4 separate regions of the Mus musculus genome follow, and all the other regions are linked to region 4. A link is a contact called in public ChIA-PET and promoter capture Hi-C data. All regions are on one chromosome and are shown on one strand. The core of a region is the stretch at or near the end of the contact, and the rest is flanking DNA. Distances in the headings are between cores, read along the strand shown. Region 1 holds the start of Ebp (phenylalkylamine Ca2+ antagonist (emopamil) binding protein). Region 2 holds the start of Rbm3os (RNA binding motif protein 3, opposite strand). Region 3 holds the start of Was (Wiskott-Aldrich syndrome). Region 4 holds the start of 2010204K13Rik (RIKEN cDNA 2010204K13 gene).

Region 1 (4,801 bases), core at 2,105-4,604, 770 kb after region 4:
GAAGGTACACACAGCAAACCAGCACAAGGCCAGTCGCCGCCCAGCTCCAAGTGGGACGACGGAAGCTCGGCTAGACAACAGCCACGTGATCACAATTAGGCCCCCAGAGATGGAGAAGAGGCCAACCAGGATATGCGAAGTCGGGAGGTCATTAGGCACGAAGTTGTCCAGCTTCAGGTGCCTGGGCCAGTACGGGTGCAAGGGGACCGTATTGGTGGTCATGTTTCTATGGCCCGCTGGCAGCTTCGTACATAAACGAGGACAAAGGGACAGAAAAACCTGGGCAAACAGAAAGCACGTGGTGAGATAAACCAAATCCAAATACTTTTCAACAAGAAATGTAAGTGAACTGTATCTATTATTTGACCGAATAACTTATAAGCCTGGATTTTAAAATGACCAAGTTTAGCTGAAGCTGGTGTCACACGCACTTATGCAATGAGGCCCAGACTTTGAAGGCAGGTGGATCTCTGTAAGTTTGACGACAGTCTGGCCTACACAGTGAGTTCCAGGTTAGCCAGGGCTACAAAGTAATACCCTGTCTCAGAAGGAGAAGTGGGGAAAGGAAAGGTGGGGGGGGGGGGGGAGAAAGGGATCTAATTTTGAGGCATTTCAAGAATATAACTGGGGGGGGGGGAAGTGGGGGGCTGAAAACATGGCTCAGAGGTTAAGAGCACTGACTGCTCTTCCAGAGGTACTGAGTTCAACTCCCAGCAACCACATGGTGGCTCACAACCATCTGTAATGAGATCTTATGCCCTCTTCTGGGGTGTCTGATGATAGCTACAGTGTACTCATATACATTAAATAAATACCATTTTTTAAAAAAAGAATATAACTGGGGATGTATCCGTGATTTAGAGCACTTTCTCTTGCAAAGGACCTGAGTTCAATTCCAAGCACCCACATGGTGGCTCACAACCATTTCTAACTCCAGTTCCAGGGGATCCAACACCTTCTGGCTTCTGTGGGCACATACATACATGCAGTCATAATACTCATATAAAATAATACTCATAATAGTCATAATACTCAAATACACATATAAAATAAAATAAATCTTAAAAAGGGACCATAGCTCAGATCTGAAACCTTATAAAGAATAAAGGCTTGGCTGAGGCCCCTGGCAAGTATAGCAACAAGAAGCGGGCCTGGCTTGTGACAGGAGAGCTAGGTAGAAAATCGAGTAGCCATGAGAAGGAAAAAGGTCCTCCTCACTCTCTCGGTAGGAATGGCAGAGATGTTGACGTATTTGACAAGGTCACCTGTAAAAGAACTATAAACCCTTCTGCGAAACAAACAGCACAAACCTGTCAAAACTGGGTAATGGACTCAAATCCAAAGTCCTTGCCAAACATGCATAAAGATTTCTTTGATCAACAAGTTTTCTCTACCATCTTCACCGGCAAGTAAGTACTGAAATCTACTGCTTAAGCACAGTGCATTAAAAAAAAAAAAAGTCCCCAACCACACACTTTCCTTTTTTTTTTTCTTTTCTTTTGTTTTTGGTTTTTTCAAGACAGGGTTTCTCTTTATAGCTCTGACTGTCCTGGAGCTCACTTTGTAGACCAGGCTGGCCTCGAACTCAGAAATCCACCTGCCTCTGCCTCCCAAGTGCTGGGATTAAAGGCGTGCGCCACCACCTCCCGGCTCACACTTTCCTTAATATTTCCACTCAGTTATATAACACTGCATGGTAGCACATACCTGAAATCCCAACATTCTGCGGGGCGAAGCTGAAGCATTGCCATAGCTAGCCTGGTCTACCTAGAAAGTTCGGGGAAGCTGGGCATGGTGGCGCAGGTCTTTAATCCCAGCACTTGGGAGGCAGAAAGTTCAGGGTAGCCAGAACTAAATAGCAAGATACTACATTCAAACAAACTTAGACATTAAGTAGCTTCCAAGACCTCCAAGTCAGATAAAGAGCTTCTGCTGGGTGCCTAGGTGCATTCCTTTCCTTTGTCAAGTGCAGCAGAAACTCTCTAACTTTGCTTCATTGTGATACCCCCTATCGTTTTTTTCTGACACAGCGGGTTTCAAGGCCGCTGGTACACCTAGGCAGAGGCTCCTGAGGCTCTAAAGAGGAATCATCAGATTGTACTGCCAGCATCATCGAGTTGTACTTCTGGTTGCTAGTCACAGAGTATGATCACAGTCTGGTGGGCGAGTCACTGTCAACAAGCCAGGTCCTAGCACTTTGGGGCTCAGTTTGTTGGAAAGACACAGGAATGTAGTCGGGGTGCACTGCAGGGTCCAGTGGCTGAGATTTAACTGGACGCTACTCCCACCCGCAGGGGGCTGCAGAGATGAGGAATCAGAGCTGCGGCCCCAAGCACCACGTTTCAAAAGCAAGAGTCCAGGCAATTAGTGTGCCACCCTGCAACAAGCTAGAAGTAGCAAAAGCAGGGGTCTCACGGGCGGCGCTAACCAAGAGAAAGGAAAACAAAGCCCAGAGACCACCAATCACAACCAGAACCCTCCACTGTAGCTGCCCAACGAGAGGGCGAGTCTTCCGTCGTCTGGACAACCGATTTAGGGCCCGGGTCCCGCGCAAGCGCAGGGTAGGGCAGGACTCGCAGGCAAACCGCTGTCGTGGAGGGTCTGGGCACGTGGAGGGGCTCGGACAAGCTGGCTGGCACTCACCCCAGGCGGCGCGATCGCAGGGCGACTTCCTAACACAGGCTTGCGACTTTCCAGGAAGACCTGCAGGCTCCCTAATAGCCCCAGTTCCGCTCAGCTCTAGCGCTTCCCCGCCCGATGGAGCGGACCAATAGTGAAGTGGAGAAGGTGGCTTCTGCCAATAGGAGTCCTCCGAATGTCGCAGGCCCTGTCCTCGCCTATGGTGTCATCTTCCCTGTTGGCTGAGACCAAGTCAGGAGTAGGGTGGAGACCTCCAAGGTCTGTGGGCGCTTTCTCCCGATAGCAAATCTATGCTATTCTGAGCTTCAATTTCCCTGCCCTCTTATCAATCGCACAAGATGAGGCTGAAATTTGAAACCCTCAACATTTGCTAGTGACCGGAGTTGCGTGGTCTTCTAAGTTTTCTAGGCAACCAATCAGTTCCCGGACCCATTCTTAGCCCAAATGCAGAGAATACGACAGGTGGATTACATTCAGTACAAACAAACCTAGCGCCCACCAGAGCTCAGAACTCTCCAGTCCTAACAGCATCGGTCACCTTCAAACCCTCACTCCTGCTGAGCAGTTGGTGTAGACTCTCAACAGTGCCAGTTCTTAAAAGCCAAACAGAAGGCATGACGGTAAACAAGTTGGCAAACAGACCTCGTCAGCATTTAGTCAGAATATTGATCATCTCAAACTGTCATTTTAATTATTACCTACGGACCAGTAGGCATCAACCCTTCTTCTGTCTTGCCCTACCCCGCCCCGTTCGAATCTGACGAACCAATCAGTACAGGGATCCCCCAGTTTTCCATGAAGTATTACTAAGCCTCCCCCACAAAATCTGTCCCTGCTCTACGCAAGCAGGACCAGGACCCCGCCATCATAGACTCATTAGCCAATCACAGACCATGTTGAATTCATCGCGAATAGATCACAATTTTATTTTCCCTCTCCACGATTTTCAGTTTCCAAACCTTTATGTGTGGTGGAATTTCTTTGCTTTCCCTTTTTCCCCTCTGATCAGTGAAAAAAAAAAAAAAAAACAAAAAACCAAAAAACCGAGCCTGTTGTGTAAGTTCTACTTTTATTCGACAATAACAAACTGCATATAAAAAAGGGAGACGGCAGGCGCAGAGGCCCTGGATCTGCTCCTGTCTGCTTTCCCAAGTATCCATCGTTCCTTGGCCCAATAAGGACCACCCCCTTCCTGCCTGGTGGCGGGGTGAGGATTGACAGGCATAGAAAGTTGTGTGTGTTCCTATGTTGTGTGGAGGGGTGTTGGGGGTCAAGAATGGATAAGGGAAAAGGAGTAGAGAAAGGGTCTTTTCTCATCCCCCATCAGAGTTGGCACCCTAAGGAGGGGTATTGAAGGGGATTATGATGGTCATATGCCTCAGCCTATGAGACGGTAGAAGATCCAGCATCCAAAAGTGACCCAGTGACTGGCCCAGCTGAGCTCTGACCACTTGTGGACAGTGTATGCCATGCCGTAGCCCTGTGGGAGAGAAACAAGTCATGATTTTGAAATTCAACAAGGACAGTGAGTCTCCGGAAAACCCATCTCTTGCCCAGGGATCTTTGGTATTTCATATTCCTGAGTAAAAGAAGGGTCTAGGTGCTTATCAAGGGTGACCAGATACAGTTTGGTTTCTTCTTCTTTAAAGATCATTTTAAGGGGCTGAGTATACAGCTTGATGGGAGGGTCTACATGGGGAGGCCCCAGGTTTTGATTTCCAGCACACCAAAAAGAGTTATTTTAAAAATATGTTGGATGTGGTGGGTCATGCTGATCCCTGAGGTCGTTTGTATATGAGACCACTAGAAATCTGAGTGTCTACCAATACAGGACAAAGTAAACCCTGACAAATTCTTGCAATGAAAAAAAAAAAAAAGGAAGACTGTGTACTTAAAAAATTGGGGGAAGCCAGACGTGGTGATGCACACCTTTAGTCCCAGCACTTAGCACTTGGGAGGCAGGCCGATTTCTGAGTTCGAGGCCAGCTTGGTCTACAGAGTGAGTTCTAGGACAGCCAGGGCTACACAGAGAAACCCTGTCTCAAGGGGAAAGAAATTAAAATATAGAGTGTATGTTTTTGATATGCTTTGAGGAAGTGGGTTAATAGAATAAAATTGAATGTGTGCACATTTTGCAGTGAGTCTCTACAATACTTACTTT
Region 2 (5,071 bases), core at 1,116-3,615, 720 kb after region 4:
ACCATGCCCCGCCTCCGCCCCCCCTTCAACTAGCTCTGGCATGCATGTAACAGCAAGAGCACCCAAGTGGCTGGGTTAGGCATCAAGGCAGCAGAGATAAAGGGCAGTGTGGCGAGAAGAAAAGCAAAAGGGAGAAGAGGGTCTGATGATAACAGGTTGACGCAATGCCAATCTTCAGGTCTCACCTACATTTTGTGTGCATGCCCCATCTCAGTTGTCATAATTGTCTCTGTAATTTCCTCCTGAGTAGCGGTCATAGCCACCCTGGCTTCTGGGAAAAAGCGATATTGTTTTACAAGAATGTATTCTACATTGTAGACATTAAACACTAAAAACTATACATGTCATGTTTCATAATAGCAGATTCACAATAGAAATGTTAGTCAGTTTTCAGGTGATGGAGACTGTATTCTTGAGATTGGTACATGGTGGGCACGGGCAATTGACCTTTGATATATCCAAGCCACATAATACTCTTAAAAAATGTATAATAAACAGGATACATAAAATATGAGCACTATGTAAAATTCCCATTTTCAGCATAAACTAGATTTAAAAACACTGGTACCTGACTATCCCAACCTCTCAATACCCACCTGCCACTGTAGTCTCTAGACCGCCCATACCCATATCCATATCCTCCAGGACGACTGTCATATCTTCCACTTCCATATCCCTGGTCTCCACCACCTACAGAAAAATATTCAAATAGTAGCTGTTCAGACATAGGCTCTTAACATTAAATAGCGCTACTTAATCTCATAATCAAACCATGACTGCACTTACCTCTAGAGTAACTGCGACCACGCCCACCAAAGGCACCCCCTCTGGATCCCCTGGCAGACTTTCCTGCATGATCAACTCGGATTTGGCGCCCATCCAGGGACTAGGTATGGGAAGGAGACAGACACAAGGAATTGTCAGTCACAGTAGGGATGAGGGAAGAATGGGCACAGGCAGGTAGGTGTAGGCAAGAGCCCAGAAATTCCTGCTGGGCACCAAATTCTGGGTGCCTCGTCCAAGCCAAGCTCCGCTGACCAGAATGGCTTCACCAGGAGCTATGGAATCCCACAAAAAGACCTGAATCCACCGGTCTCCCCTGCTACTACTTACATCTTGACTGAACTCAGGCTGACGTATCCTCCCCACTCCTCTAAGCTGCCCGACTATTAGGGCTAGACACCTCTCTCGGTCTGAGGCTTCAGAGTCCATCCCAGCAGACTCACGAGGTCCTCTCCGGTCCTCTGCCAGGCCCACAGCTCTGCAGACTCTACTACCTAAGCCCAGAGCAGGTCAACCATCCACAGGTGGCTTCTCCGCCTCATGCAGGACCAGTCGTCGCCTCCCAGGCAGCCCGGCTCTGTCTGCCGCTGCCCTCCACCCCCTAGAACAGAAGGCAGTCATGCTCCTGTGAGTGGCCACGCTGCCCCTGGCAGACATAGAGGGAAAACAGAAAGAACGAAGAAAGTGGCAGACAGGGAGACGGCCCCTGTGCAGGCAGGAGGCCTCACCTCTCCATTCATAGCTCTCATCGCATCTGAGGCATGCTCTGGGTTTGTGAAGGTGATGAAGCCAAAACCCCGGGATCTTTGAGTCTCCCGGTCCTTGACAACAACCACTGGGGGAGGGGCAGAAAGACAAATGTTAGAACCCTAACATCTAAGTAGAAAGTAATAGCCAGGCACAGCCACAGATCAAATAGCACTTGGGAGAATTAGGACCCCGCCAACCCCCCCGCTCCTGTTTAAAAAAAAAAAAATCCTGTATCCAACTGAATTTATTTCAGCCTAACCGTTACCGTACAGACATGGAAGTTAAAGAGAATTTCAGGTTTTAGTTCTAGACTAGCTCTTCTCCACCAACCCTCAACCCCGGGGCTGGTCCATGGCTCACCCTCAGAGATAGGCCCAAAGCTGCTGAAGTGGTCTTCAAGTGCCTGTTCATCGGTGTTGAAGTTGAGCCCTCCTACGAAGAGTTTCCCTTCTTCAGACGACATGGCAGAAGGCAAGTCCTAAAGGGAGTGCACGAATTATTGGGGAGTCAATGTGGCAGGTAGTGAGGTGTACAATATCCGGATACAGAGAATTACAGCGAAGACAGAAAATGGGTTAAAAGAGACAATTCAAATGGCAAGAGGCTCGGGAGCAGAAAAGGCGGGAACCAGCAAGGCTGGGTGAGCCCATCCGCCATTTGATGACTCCTATCGCGCATGCCCACAACATCCCAGGCTGCCACGCCCGTCATTTTGTACGGTCGCGCAGGCCTACAGCAGCATTGCATTTCCTCTTTCCCCGCAGAACAAGATGGCGGCGGTCACGTGGGAAGGGACAGCCGGTACAGGTTGGCGCGTGGTCCCCGCCGCCGCCCGAGCCCGTGCCTTCCGGCATTTCTCCCGTTCCGATGCAGCACGCCCGCCTCACAATGAATACATTTTTGCCTTCGAGCCTGGGACTAACCCTCCTCAAAGCTCAAGCCCACATATCAGCGGCCACAACTCTTCCTGCCCTCGTCCCTCGCCCATAGAGGGCAAGGAAGTGAGGTGGGGAACGAGCGCTGAGCAAGGCGAAGGCGCTTACCTGGAAATTAAAAGTCAGAGGACGGCAGAGACGACGAGCTCGAAGGAACCGGGAGAACAGAGAGACTGCGGCGCGGGAAGACGCCTGATAAAGCGTGCGTAGCCGAGACGTCACACAACGTCCCCCAGCGCGCCCTGGCGTGCGTGCTCATTGGTTGAGGCCAGCGGGGGGGGGGGGTTGGGAAGAGGACGAGGAAGGCGGAGGCAGCAATTTGCCTCGCCGCTTCCGGGAATCGAGAGGAGCTTTATGAGTTCAGTGCGTTCTCCTATAAGCATCTCCTTTCTGCCCGAGAGACTGGCCCCCTTTCCATCTCAAACGGTTGGATCCATAGAGCCTTTTCCTCCCTGACGTCATTTTCAGTGTTTTTGACGTCATCTCTCCCTTTCCATAGGAAGTCCTAACTGACAGTAGGTCGGTGCCAGCGAACTGCCGTCCTCAGAAACCAATCTTTTCTTTTTAGACCTTTAACTGCATATCCCTTAAGGCCCCGAGGCCTTCAGAGTTCTTCCTGTCAAACCTTACATTTCCGAATGCTTAGCCCCTCCTCCTAACATATAGCTGTGTGTTAGCGGACTCCTTCCCTTGGTGTCATCCTCTGACTTAAGTTTGCATCCTTATCTGACAGTCTCTTTACGCCTGATAATGCGTTCAGCAAGCCAGGTAGCCTAGCTTCAAAGGATGCAAATCTCAATCCACTAAACGAATTTTACTCTCTATTCGGGATACTGGGTCTTGATCGAAAGGATGAACTTTTGCAGTACATAATGAAATCCATAGCAAGTAGTGTCTAAGTCCACTGCCTGACGATGTGATCTTTCCCAGCCTTCAGTGCCTAATAACTTGTTTGCCTCCAGGAACTCTACATTGTTGACTCCTAGAATAAATTTGTTCAACATTGTAAAGGCCTGCCTCCCACTCCTCCACCAACCCCACCACAAATCGATTTGCTACCCTTTGGATGCCATTCATCTGTAATTCCTGGTAAGCTTATTCCCACATTTCTCAGTGATTTTCATGGATTTTTATTAAATTTGTAAGTAGTTATCTTTAGTTGAATACTTTTTGTTGTTCTAATATTTCTCACCCTGTGGTCTGTCCCTCACTGTATGCTCAGGTCACCCTGGAACTCATAAAACTTTTGCCTCAGCCTCTTCAGTGCTGGGATCATCACCACAACCAGCGTGTCTGTACTTTTAAAGAAATCCTCCCTGCCCAGGTCCCAAAGATACTCTTCTGCAGCTTATTACGTTAGCTGTATACTTTTGCTTTTAGTTTAAGGTCCTCAGTCCTTCTATAGGGTTCAGCTCAGTGGCAGAGTGCCTTCCTAGTATGTGCAAGTCCCTTGGCTTATATCCCAACAAAGAGAGAGAGCTGTGTCTGCTTTTACTGTGCCATTGAACCAGATGCCTCATCACCATCTATCAGAAAACTGAGGCAGGGTTGTGAATTGGAGCTTTAACAAGTTCCAGGCTAACTTTAGCTAGCCTATGGTGAGACCCCGTATTCAAATAAGCAAACAAAAATTGGATGATTTTTGAAATTGCATTTAATGTAGAGTTGAGAATAACGTCATATTACGTGAGGGTTTAAGGTATGTGCACACTGATACTGTTCCCATTAAGATCTGGCACTTTAGTTGGGTATGATAACTTAGACCAGAAATCCTAGCACTTGGGGAGCCTGGAGCAGTAGGTTCTTGCATTTAAGGCCAGCCTGGGCTACCTAATTAGTTACACCCATCTGCCAAACTCCCAAGAAAAACGCCAGACAAAAGAATTGGAGCCTAGTTCTCTTGCCCCTTGAGTATGGACTGGACTTAGGGGAGCAATTATAATGTGCAAAATAATTGAAGCACAAGTCAGAGTGTGTCGTGACTGGGTCGCTGAAAGGCACTTTGGTTTTCTGTTCTCTCATGCAGGCTGAGCTTTCTGTGACATGTTTGCTGGTTTATCAAGAGCAGTCCTAAAGAGGGGACTAAAGTGACACGGAACTGTGATATACTGCCAAGAGGTACAGGAACAGGCCTTCCTAGAAGTGGATCCACACCTACACTACTGTGTAGGCTGACACCTGGATGGATGGTATATGAATGCTATGAATCAGAGTCACCTAGCTAGGCCAATCCCAGAACCCCGACCGTCTAAAACCACAGATGTTTGTTTTGTCTTGAGACTGTGTAACTCAATTTGTGAATTGGTGCTTAGTTCCCTTGCCCCTTGAGCCTCACACAGGCTCGAACTTAATGCATGCAGCAGCATGCCTGATATACTCATTAAGCTTTGTGCTAATTTGATATCAATAGATACCTAATACATCTTCCCAGCAAAGAGCATGAAATATCTTTATTTACATCACACACACACACACACACACACACACACACACACACACACACAGAGCAAGTGTAGGGAAGGGAGGGAGACAGGGTCTCTATGTAGACAGGGTCTGTATGTATTCTAGGTTGGCCTGGACCTCACCGCATAGCCCAGGATAGC
Region 3 (5,012 bases), core at 1,961-4,460, 670 kb after region 4:
CTTTCTCATCTGTGGGCTGTTTTCTTTTTTTAAAAGACTTATTTATTTTATGTATATGAGCACACTGTAGCTGTCTTCAGACACACCCGAAGAGGGCATCAGATCCCATTACAGATGGTTGTGAGCCACCATGAACCCTTGTCCATAATGCTTCTTTCTCAAAGGTGCTGAGATTACAGGAGTGCCCCACCACACTTGGCAATCCATTTGCATTTTTACATGTTCTCTCCACATGTGTGTTAACTCATCATACGCTATCCATTCACCCACTTGACTGTCCAGTTTATCTATCCCTGCATAATCTATCTGTATCGTCATCCACTCACCCACCCATCTACCTACCCACTCCTACCAATCACCTGCGCGTTCATTCTTCAGCCCATTAATTAATTCTTCCCATTCACCCATCTGCCTGTGTTTCCCTCTGCTCAGCTCAGATGCTTTCCCACCCATTGGGATCCTACGGGAAGAAGTTCTCACTTGAATCCACTCGGTGCTCCGATATCAGCTTTGCTGATCTTCTTTTTCCCTGAGCGTTTCTTATCAGTTGGGCCAGGGCCAGGTGCAGGGAGCCCACGGTATCGTGAACTTGTGATGTCAGGGTTCTGAATGTCGACCGTCACAAGTCCTAGAGATAGTGGACCACCTGATGGGCCTGTGGAAAAATGGTGAATGAACCACTGGCCAACGCACTTACTAGCCGAAGCCCAGGGGCAAGAAATAGAAAGCTCATTGGAGAAGTTTGTGGATATGTTTGATGGACATGGAGGAAACAGATGAGAGAGGTCTAAACAAGGCCTACAGAGCGGTGGATGGATCCCAAAAAAACACTGAAAGAGTCACCAATTCATGTGTCTTTACCATTCAAGTACTGACTCATCCATTCTCTGGCTGGTTGGCTAAAAAGCTTATTAAGTTATTCATTCATTCACACCTAATCATTTGATCTTCCTTGGATAGAATATTCTCTCATCCCACTTTTGTGATTGAATTCTTTAAATGTATATTATGTGTGTGTGCGTGCAAGGCACATGTGTGGAGGTCAGAGGACAACTTTGTGGAATTGTTTCTTTCCTATCTTTATGTGGATTCTGGGGCTAGAACGATGGTGTCTAGGCTTGGTGGCAAGCGCTGTTCCATCTCAGCGGCCCTCTTTGTCCACTGTTCATCTGTTTACATGCCCATTCATGAATTCTCTGAACCACCTATTCATTACTTAAATGCAAGTAAGTTTTCATCCATTTACCCAAATACTCATGTACCTATTTATCTATAAGCCATCATCAGTCCATCTCCCAATTTAGCCATGTCTGCCACCAATCTATCACCGTGCTCATCTGTCCACCCACCATCCACCTCTTTATGAATTTACAGACAGACTCAAGTACTCATTCATCTACTAACCCCCACCATCTCTCCAGTGATGTGAGAATTGCCACTTACCCCCATGATCTCCACCCGGGTGTGGGGGCACAGGTGGGAGCCCTCCTCTTCTCTCTGGAAAAATGGAATGAGTTCAGATCTGCCCTAATCTTGCTCCCCCACATCTCTGGGTTAGTTCTTCATAACCTTTATTTGAACGAGAGGACTCACCCTCATTGATTGGTGCTGGTGGTGGTGGTAGCTGGCGTCTTTCTGTGGTTAAATAGGGTGGACTGAGAGCCAAAACCATGAGAGGGGCTTTTCCAGCCTCACACCCGTGCACTCACCTCTGTCTAACCTACCTCCCCCCAATTCCCACCAAGGCCTCCTTACCTCCGCTTTGCCTCTGATTCCTTTTTTGTATCTTCTCCTGCACCAAGGCCCGGAAGGCCTGGGCTTCACTCTCATCCGCAAAGTTCAGTCCTACTTGACAGTCCTATACATGCCTTGGGGTCAGCAAACTTCTAGTACGCCCCCCACATCCCCGGGACTTTCTCATCTCCTCCCCATCCCCCCCAACTGCAGCGCAAGGATGCACAAGCTGCTCACTTACATCTCCAGCAAAAGTGTGGAAGAACGGGGTGGGAGTGAGATAAACCAGCTGAGAGTACAGCTCCTGTTCCCAGAGTAGCCGACCAGCCTGGAAAGTGGGGGGAGGTGCATGCTGAAATCCAGGCATCTTGGGTGGCAGACCACTGGAGCATGGTGTCCAGGTTTGGTGTCCCGGGGTTTTATTTAAAGCTCTTCAGCTTCAGCTCACTATCAGAGTTTGGGTTCTAGGTGTCTGAGAGTCAGACACCGATATGAGAGATATGGGTTTGGGAGCCAAAGCCTATATGTAGGAGTTGAAGGCTCCACGTTGTGAATTTAAGATTCCAGTTCTAAGAGTATTCAACATGATTTAGAACATATTTGAGGCTGAGGCTCAGGTATTTGTGGAGCAGATCTAAGTCTTGATATAAACCTTCTGAGGTCCGTCTTCTTAGACTCAGAATGAGAAAAACACAACTTGGGATCTGTATTGGTCTTTGGTTCTGGAGCTCAGGGGGTCACTGATATGAGTGAAGGCTTGGAGCTGTGGACAAAAACTGGTTTTGTAAGTTGGGAACTAGCTTTCCTGTCCAGTGGGGCATGGGGTCACCTGTAGGCCATAAAGGCGGATGAAGTAGGACTTCTGAGGGTTATCCTTCACGAAGCACACAGCCCCGCAGTGTTCCATGGTCCAGTGCTCAGCTCCAGGGGGCAGTGCCAGGTAGAGCTGAACAACTGTGGTAGCCAGTGTCTAGGAGGGGAGAGCAGGGGTCAGTGCAGTGTGCTCATGGGTCACCAGGCCTGGTCCTTGCCTGCCTGTGGCTTTCATGAGCTTGGGGAAAGAGCTGTAGCCAGGAGGAAGGGGAGTAGACATCAAGATAATGGGGAGTGAGTGAATCTGAGGAGAGGAGATGGGGAGAAGGGGGATACAGGGATGATGGGAACAAGGAGAAGGGAAATATGGGTAAGAGGAGGAAGCAGAACGGGGAAGAAGAAGTAGAGAGGAAGAAGAGGAGAGGGAGGGAGACTGGGAGGACCAGGAGATCTCCCAACTCACCCAGCATTTTCGGCCAAGAAGCTCAAAGAGTCTCTGGTTTTCATGGTCCTGGAGGAGGTTGGAAGGAATGTTCTGCTGAACGGCTGGTCCCCCTCGGCCCCCAGGCCTGCCTCCTACAGGGCCAGGGCCACTATTCATGCTGCCTTCTGCCTTAGTCCTCTCCAGCTAAGCTCTGGGTGCAGGGTAAGAAGAGGAACTTCCGCAGTGAGCAGGGGAACAGGAAGTACAATAAACCACAAGGGAAATAAGTCCTCCAGGGCCCCCCAGAGGGCCTGTTCTCCTCTCTAGGACAGGCATGGGCCCTCCTCCATTTGCGTGGCTAGATCCAAGTTTGTAATGAGCTCAGGGCATCTTCCTTTCTTCTTTCTTCCCAACGTCCTCTCCCTTTTTGTGCGGGGCCATTTCCTTCTGACAGGCTTAGATCAGCCTTGCTCTAGTCGGACACTGAGGGAGAGCTACGCCATCTGCAGAGCTTCTCCTTCAGGGTAGCTACGCAGAGAGTAGTCACAAGTCTGTGTAGCCTCCTTCCGTCTTCCAAAAGCACCGACTTGGCCTGGGGTTGAATCTAAGGCTCCAGGTGCTAAAGGGCCATTGCATTACAGCTTTTCCTTTTAAAGGCATATTGAGCCGGGCGTGGTGGCGCACACCTTTGACCCCAGCACTCAGGAGGCAGAGACAGGCAGATTTCTGAGTTCGAGGCCAGCCTGGTCTACAAAGTGAGTTCCAGGACAGCCAGGGCTATACAGAGAAACCCTGTCTCGAAAAACCAAAAAAAAAAAAAAAAAAAAAAAAAAAAAGGCATATGAACTAATCTCTAGCTTTGGACGTTGCCAATGATATAGAAGGCCATGACTCACTTCCCCATCTTTTACTCTTGCCCCCTGTAGCTCCCTAATTACTTTCTTTTTCATTTATTTATTTCATGTATGCGGGTACACTGTCGCTGTCTTCAGACACACCAGGAGAGGGCATTGGATCTTCATTACAGATGCTGTGAGCCACCATGTGGTTTCTGGGATTTGAACTCAGGACCTCTGGAAGAACAGTCAGTGCTCTTAATCACTGAGCCATCTCTCCAGACCCCAATTACTTTCTTTTGTAAAATTTATTTTTATTTTATGCGCCTTGGTGTTTTGCCTACATGTATGTCTGTGTGAGGGTGTCAGAGTTACAGACAGTCCTGAGCTGCCATGTGTGTTCTGGGATTTGAACCTATGTCCTCTGGAAGAGCAGTCAGTGCTCTTAACCACTCAACAATCTCTCTAGCCTAAACTCAGACCCCCACCCCTTTTTTGTTTTTTGTTTTTGTTTTATTTGGTTTTTGTTTTGTTTTGCTTTGCTTTGCTTTGCTTTTGTTTGTTTGTTTGTTTGTTTGTTTGTTTTGAGACACGTTTTCCCTGTGTAGAGCCCTGGCTGTCCTAAAACTCACTCTATAGACCAGGCTGGCCTTGAACTCACAGAGATCCATCTGCCTCTGCCTTCTGAGTGCTGGGATTAAAGGCCTGTATCACCATGCCTGGCCCTAATTACTTTCTTTTCAATCTCATTCGGGAAGGAAGGACTTGACAGTATAAATAAATAAATACTAAAACAACATCTTGATTGATTTTTTTATTATGTTGGGACTTTATGAAAGTAGGGAACCTTTGAAGGCTTAGTTGTCTCCACTTTTGGTGATAAGGATTGGCTCCCGGGCCTTGACCATGGTAAGTACGTGCTCTAACTCTGAGCTGTACCCTCATGCCTTCTGATCCCATTGCCTAAGGGAGGAGGCTGGCCAGTTGGGAAGGAGGGTACCAGGGGTAGGGACAGCAGTTTGACATGCCTAAGCAGCTTTCAGATGTGGGTACAAACCTTTGAATTGGATGTCCTCGGGGCTGCCTGGAACTTGACTGTCTATGCCTGCAGGCACAAGGTCTTCGATCCAAACTCAGGCTCCAAATACCTTTTGAGATCATTCCTTCAACTTCTTCCAGCCTCTCACCCAGTCTCCAAATAGTTT
Region 4 (4,880 bases), core at 1,581-4,080:
AGCAGAAATTCAAAAGGAATATGGCACCCGACATGTTATTTGTACAAACCATGTAGCCTACAATGCTTGCTTTCTTCTGAGAGCCTGAAATTTGGTGCGTGATAGGCAGTGGTTGTTCAGTAAGCAGTCTCCAGGAACAACCGTGTGCTCTAAGCTTTCTTGGATAAAATATACCACCTATGTAGTGTGCATTTTATTCTTAAGAAAGGGTATATTAGTATGTCCCCTCAACAGAGGAAAAGTCCATGAGGAAGCCTGTGCATAGATCTCTCCAGGCCCGAAGTAGTTGCCCCCATTGGCCTTATTGGACATCCTTTTGCTATAATAAAACCTGAGTCATGAATGCAAAGATACACTGAGTCCTATGAGTCTGTCTAGCAAATACACTGAATATGTGGGCTGTCTTGAGTCCCCTATTTCAGTGCCCTCTGCTAGGAATCTAAGCTAAGGTATACTCCCCATAGACTCCCTGTATCCTCTCCCATCCCAGGCCTCTAGCTAGTCACCAGAGATGCACCCCCCTCAGGCTTCCATTCTTACTCCCAGGCCTTTCTCACCCCCCTTCTCCCCACATCTGATCGTCATCCCTGTTCCCCTCCTCGCCTCCTCTCCTACCCAGTTCCCTCTCTCCATCCACCTATTTAGTTTCCCCTTCTGAGTAAGACTCGCACATCCTCCCTCAGGACCTCCTTATTACCCAGTTTCTTTGGGCCTGTAGATTGTAGCATGGTTATCCTGCATTTAATGTCCACTTATAAGTGAGTACATACCATGCGTGTCCTTCTGGCTCTGGGTTATCTCACTCAGGATGAGATTCTCAAGTTCCATCCATTTAAAATAATGAGATCACAGGCCACATTTCAAGTGACCAGTAAGTTCCAAACCGTTACAGTATATAATATCTGAAGGAGACTTTATGTTCTATGTCTCACTTGGGGTTAGTGACAGAGGCATGAGACGCAAGCATGATTGGCTTTCTTGTTGCTAAGCAACAGTGATTTTTTTTCTTCCCCCCCAGAACAGGAACCGAGTGCAAACAGGAAGTGCCATGTTCCACCAAAGCTCCACTGGCTCCCTCTAGTGGCCATTTAGCAGTCACAGACAAAGCTAGAGATAAGGTACTTGCTCAAATGCCAAGGCTGCAGGCAAGCTCAACCATCCCCCCTGGATATTAAGTTCAATGCCAACAGGATTTCAGATGCAGCAATACCAAAGCTAGAATGATTCATCTCTTCCTCCTGAAAACATGTCCTGAGAGCAGAACTGGCCCTAGAAAACATCTGGCTGCATAGAAGTATCAGAATGGAGACACTGACTGTGGAAGAGAGAAAGACCTCTCTCTGGAAAGGGAGGGAGTCAGAAGCCCTATGGGAAACTGTAGATTATAAGACTGGGGCTGCCTCTAGATTTCCCTTAGTTAACAAGACACCAAAACAACACTCCTTAGGCTTCTCTTGAGATTAGGGGCCTGAAATGTCAATAAAAATATACACGTTCAAGGCAATGACCAACTTAGTTTGTTCATGAGGCACTGAGCTACGTAATACAATGGTAAATTAGACAGCATGATCCATACTCCAGTGGAGACCCTAGTCCAAAAACAACCCTCCCATTTGTTAACACATTACCTACCCAGAAAATAGCTTAAATGTAACCTAACCAAAAATTAGGCAGCTCTAGATTCCCAGGTGTGCCTGGGCCATACATCTCTCAAGCCTACTGTTGTTGGGAGAGCTGGATCTGGGAAAGGAAGACAAGATCTGAAGTACTCATGGTTCCCTGCCTTACCCAAGCATTTCTCAACAGTCCTTGTAATTTTTTCAGAAATCCTTCCATTCAGAGTCCTGCCTCCCTCGGATGGAAACCCAAGCTTAGCCTAGGGGAAGGACTATGCCCTAGTAGGTTCTACTGATTGGATGCTCTTCCATACAACTTTGGCTCATGAGGAAAACAAGAACTGCCTGGCAGAAGCCATGCCCCATGGATGTGATAGACCATGACCAAGGGACAGTAAGGATTAGAATCAACTAAGATTTATTTATCTTATGTGTTTGAGTGTTTAGCTCACATACATTTCTGCGCAGGGACACTGGTTTTCCTTCCTTAGGTAACAAGGTAGACGACAGATGATATAGATGATAGATGGCATGGGTATGTGTGTGTGCACGCCCCTCCCCCTCGACCTATTAGGGAGCTCAAAGAAACTTGTAGCTGGCTAGAAATCTGATTTAGAGACTAAGTAGTAGAAACATGTATGTTCCCTCTTCTTGTCCGCATGGACACTGCTGTGGTTGAGTTCCGAACTATGTCTCTAGAACATCCACAACATCTACTTGTGGAAACTAACACTTGGAGGTGGGAAGATGCATAAATAGTTGAGAGCACTTAATTCTCACAGAGGGTCTGGGTTCAATTCCTAAGACCCACGTGGTGGTCCATAACTCACGTTCGGGGGGGGGGGATCGATCCAATGCCCCTCTTGTAACCTCTGTAGTCACCAGCACGAACACCTTACACGCGCGCGCGCGCACGCACACACACACGCGCGCACACACGCACACACACGCACATTTTACCTTCTTTAAGTACCGGGGGCAGGGGGGAGGGGGGAGTTTCCCCGTGTGCTCGTGCACGCGCGCACGCACGCACGCGTAGGGAATGTAAGTAAAGCGTCTAGACAATAAGGACCTAAAATGAAAGAGCCATAAGCTACCTACTTACGTTTTTATTTCTCAGTTCTCCAAGTTCCAAATCATCCGGCCCACTAAGGTCCAAACTTGGAGGAAGCTCGAGTCTCTGCTTATTAACACGTGTCGCGGCACGGCTGACTTGTGCGTCACCAACCACAAGGTGGCGAAAGAGATTATCACATCAAACCAGCCTGCCTTCTGCCTCTTCTATACCATTATTTTGCTAAGCAGAAGCATTTCCTGAGCGTGAGTCATTCAATGAGCACAGTGGTCCTATGGATTGTGGCCCTATGGATTAGCTATGATTTCACAGATGAGCAAACCAAGAGCTGCAGATACCTGTGGAGTTTGGCTGTTACCTATTTTTAGTACTGCATCTGCATTTACACCAGCGTCACCACACACATATGAGTACTGTAGTGTTACTTATTTGGCAATTGCTCTGCCATCTTTTGGCAATAAGAATTTATTTCATCCTCATCACAGTCTTACAGGATCACCATCATATATGTGGTCTGTTGATCAAACATCATCATACAACACATGACTATATGTTTCTATATGTTATCTATGTTTTTACTTAAAGGTTTTTTATTATGAAAGAAACTGTATTCCTGGTAACAACTTTCAAATTATAATAATGAGTAAAAAGTCTCCTTTCTTCCCATTAGAACTAGTCAAAAGCGTAACTCCTCACATATTCCTTCATAATTTGTTTACAAATACATAAGCATACTTCATATGTTTATCTTACAATGCACACAAATATATTGTACACACTGTTCTACAGCTTGCTTTTTCTAATTAGGACAGTATCTTGATAGCAGATGTGAGCTGAGGCCACACTGGCCTGTGGACCTCATTTACAGATCTGGAGTAGGACGTGACTGTCCTCACCTGAGAACAGCAAGTGTGTCACCTGATATATTGCAGCCTGAGGTGACAATGAAATGTGGAAGAAGAGAGCGGACTCTCTGCAGCAGCAAGAAAGCGTGGTGAGGTGTAAGGCAAGCCTGTTAATGGGCAGCAAGTGGGACTGGTCCCCATCTCTGGTATATTCAGGTCCTTAAGCTATAGTTTTGAGAAAGTTCAGATTTGGATACAGGCAATGTTCACAGTGCCTTTGGGGACAGGGCACCTCTTTACACCACCGCACAGTGCCAACGTGTGGAAACCCTGTGGGGTAGTAATTGGTAGCATTTTAAAGGTGACAAAATTGAGACTCAAAGAGGACAAGGCTCCCAAGGCTACCCTACTTGAAGCAGCACCTCCCCTTACCTACCTTGTCAGTACTTACAGGACCCTGGGGAACTATTGGCTATTGGTAGACTCTGGAAGACCGGATATCATTATCTTCAGATATGTACCCACTAGGGAAGCCAGCCAGGTCCAGTGCATAACTCCACAGTTACAGTCACATAAGCAACCCTTTTTAAACTGAGTATGTCACAAAACAAGAAGCCATGAGTGTAGGAAAGGGAGGACAGGGGTGAGAGAGAGACAAGAAAGTAAGGATTAGAGCAGTCAGAATCCATATATATAAACATATATGACATTATTACAGAACAAACTTAATTTATAAAAAACATTAAAAACACCCACATAAAATTAACCTAAGAAAATCAAAGATACAGATTTTACTTCTTGGTGCCTAAATATCAAGTAATTTTTTAAAAACCAATCCTAGAAAACTGTTTTTTGTTTGTTTGTTTGTTTGTTTGTTTGTTTTAATTAGCAACAAATGGTTAGCAGTGAATGTAATTGTCTGACTCTATGATTACTACTCAGAAAAGTTAAATAACTCATGTACTTTAAAAAAGAAATTGAAAGGGAAAAGGATGGACCTGGACATTGTTTTGTTAAGTGAGGTGATCCAGATTCAGAAAGGAAGAGGCAGGCGGATTTCTGAGTTCAAAGCCAGCTTGGTCTACAGAGCAAGTTCCAGGAAGTCAGCCAAGCAGAGAAACCCTGTCTCGGGGAGAAAAAAGAAGAGAAAGAAAAGAAGACAGGCAGGCAGGCAGGCGGGCAGTGAAATACTGGATGTTCTCTCTCATGTACAGATGTGTGTGTGTGTGTGTGTGTGTGTGTGTGTGTGTGTGTGTGTGTGTTGTGTGATATGAAACTAGAAAGGAGACAAAAGGGGAGAAAGAAGGTGTTGATGGAGGTGTTGATGAGGGGAGAGAACAAAAA

What was found. Promoter capture Hi-C pulls out the DNA fragments that hold promoters and counts their contacts. ChIA-PET counts read pairs in DNA pulled down with a chosen protein or histone mark.
Region 1: an RNA polymerase II ChIA-PET map of memory CD8 T cells shows a contact between it and region 4, with 6 read pairs. The contact joins the promoter of Ebp here to the promoter of 2010204K13Rik in region 4. A contact is called at or near these places in 1 of 39 promoter capture datasets (liver), 2 of 115 datasets of contacts at active chromatin or transcription factors (memory CD8 T cells and pancreatic cancer cells) and 1 of 9 other capture datasets (pancreatic islet).
Region 2: a promoter capture Hi-C map of pre-B cells shows a contact between it and region 4, with 7 times the contacts expected there. The contact joins the promoter of Rbm3os here to the promoter of 2010204K13Rik in region 4. A contact is called at or near these places in 5 of 39 promoter capture datasets (cranial neural crest, liver, pre-B cells and 1 more) and 2 of 115 datasets of contacts at active chromatin or transcription factors (embryonic stem cells and memory CD8 T cells).
Region 3: a contact with region 4 is called in a promoter capture Hi-C map of pre-B cells, with 7 times the contacts expected there. The contact joins the promoter of Was here to the promoter of 2010204K13Rik in region 4. A contact is called at or near these places in 4 of 39 promoter capture datasets (cranial neural crest, pre-B cells, second pharyngeal arch cranial neural crest and 1 more), 3 of 484 Hi-C or Micro-C datasets (cortical neurons, embryonic stem cells and nephron progenitors), 5 of 115 datasets of contacts at active chromatin or transcription factors (astrocytes, embryonic stem cells, memory CD8 T cells and 1 more) and 1 of 9 other capture datasets (liver).

Annotation. Positions count from the first base shown.
Region 1 is chrX:8,190,158-8,194,958 of GRCm38.p6, forward strand. It overlaps Ebp (phenylalkylamine Ca2+ antagonist (emopamil) binding protein), which reads right to left and starts at 3,355. Exons shown (of 5, transcript NM_007898.3): 1 at 2,644-3,355; 2 at 1-279. The coding sequence starts at 222. Porcn (porcupine O-acyltransferase) reads right to left here. Exons shown (of 15, transcript NM_023638.4): 15 at 3,689-4,120. The coding sequence ends at 4,019.
Region 2 is chrX:8,143,062-8,148,132 of GRCm38.p6, forward strand. It overlaps Rbm3os (RNA binding motif protein 3, opposite strand), which reads left to right and starts at 2,366. Exons shown (of 3, transcript NR_033561.1): 1 at 2,366-2,670; 2 at 3,431-3,557; 3 at 4,495-4,903. Rbm3 (RNA binding motif (RNP1, RRM) protein 3) reads right to left here and starts at 2,819. Exons shown (of 7, transcript NM_001166410.2): 1 at 2,577-2,819; 2 at 1,894-2,011; 3 at 1,512-1,618; 4 at 787-886; 5 at 597-690; 6 at 190-268. The coding sequence starts at 1,996. The coding sequence ends at 211.
Region 3 is chrX:8,087,281-8,092,292 of GRCm38.p6, forward strand. It overlaps Was (Wiskott-Aldrich syndrome), which reads right to left and starts at 3,211. Exons shown (of 12, transcript NM_009515.2): 1 at 3,011-3,211; 2 at 2,564-2,704; 3 at 1,976-2,062; 4 at 1,756-1,858; 5 at 1,594-1,635; 6 at 1,444-1,497; 7 at 481-655. The coding sequence starts at 3,148.
Region 4 is chrX:7,420,158-7,425,037 of GRCm38.p6, forward strand. It overlaps 2010204K13Rik (RIKEN cDNA 2010204K13 gene), which reads right to left and starts at 2,831. Exons shown (of 2, transcript NR_027924.1): 1 at 2,722-2,831.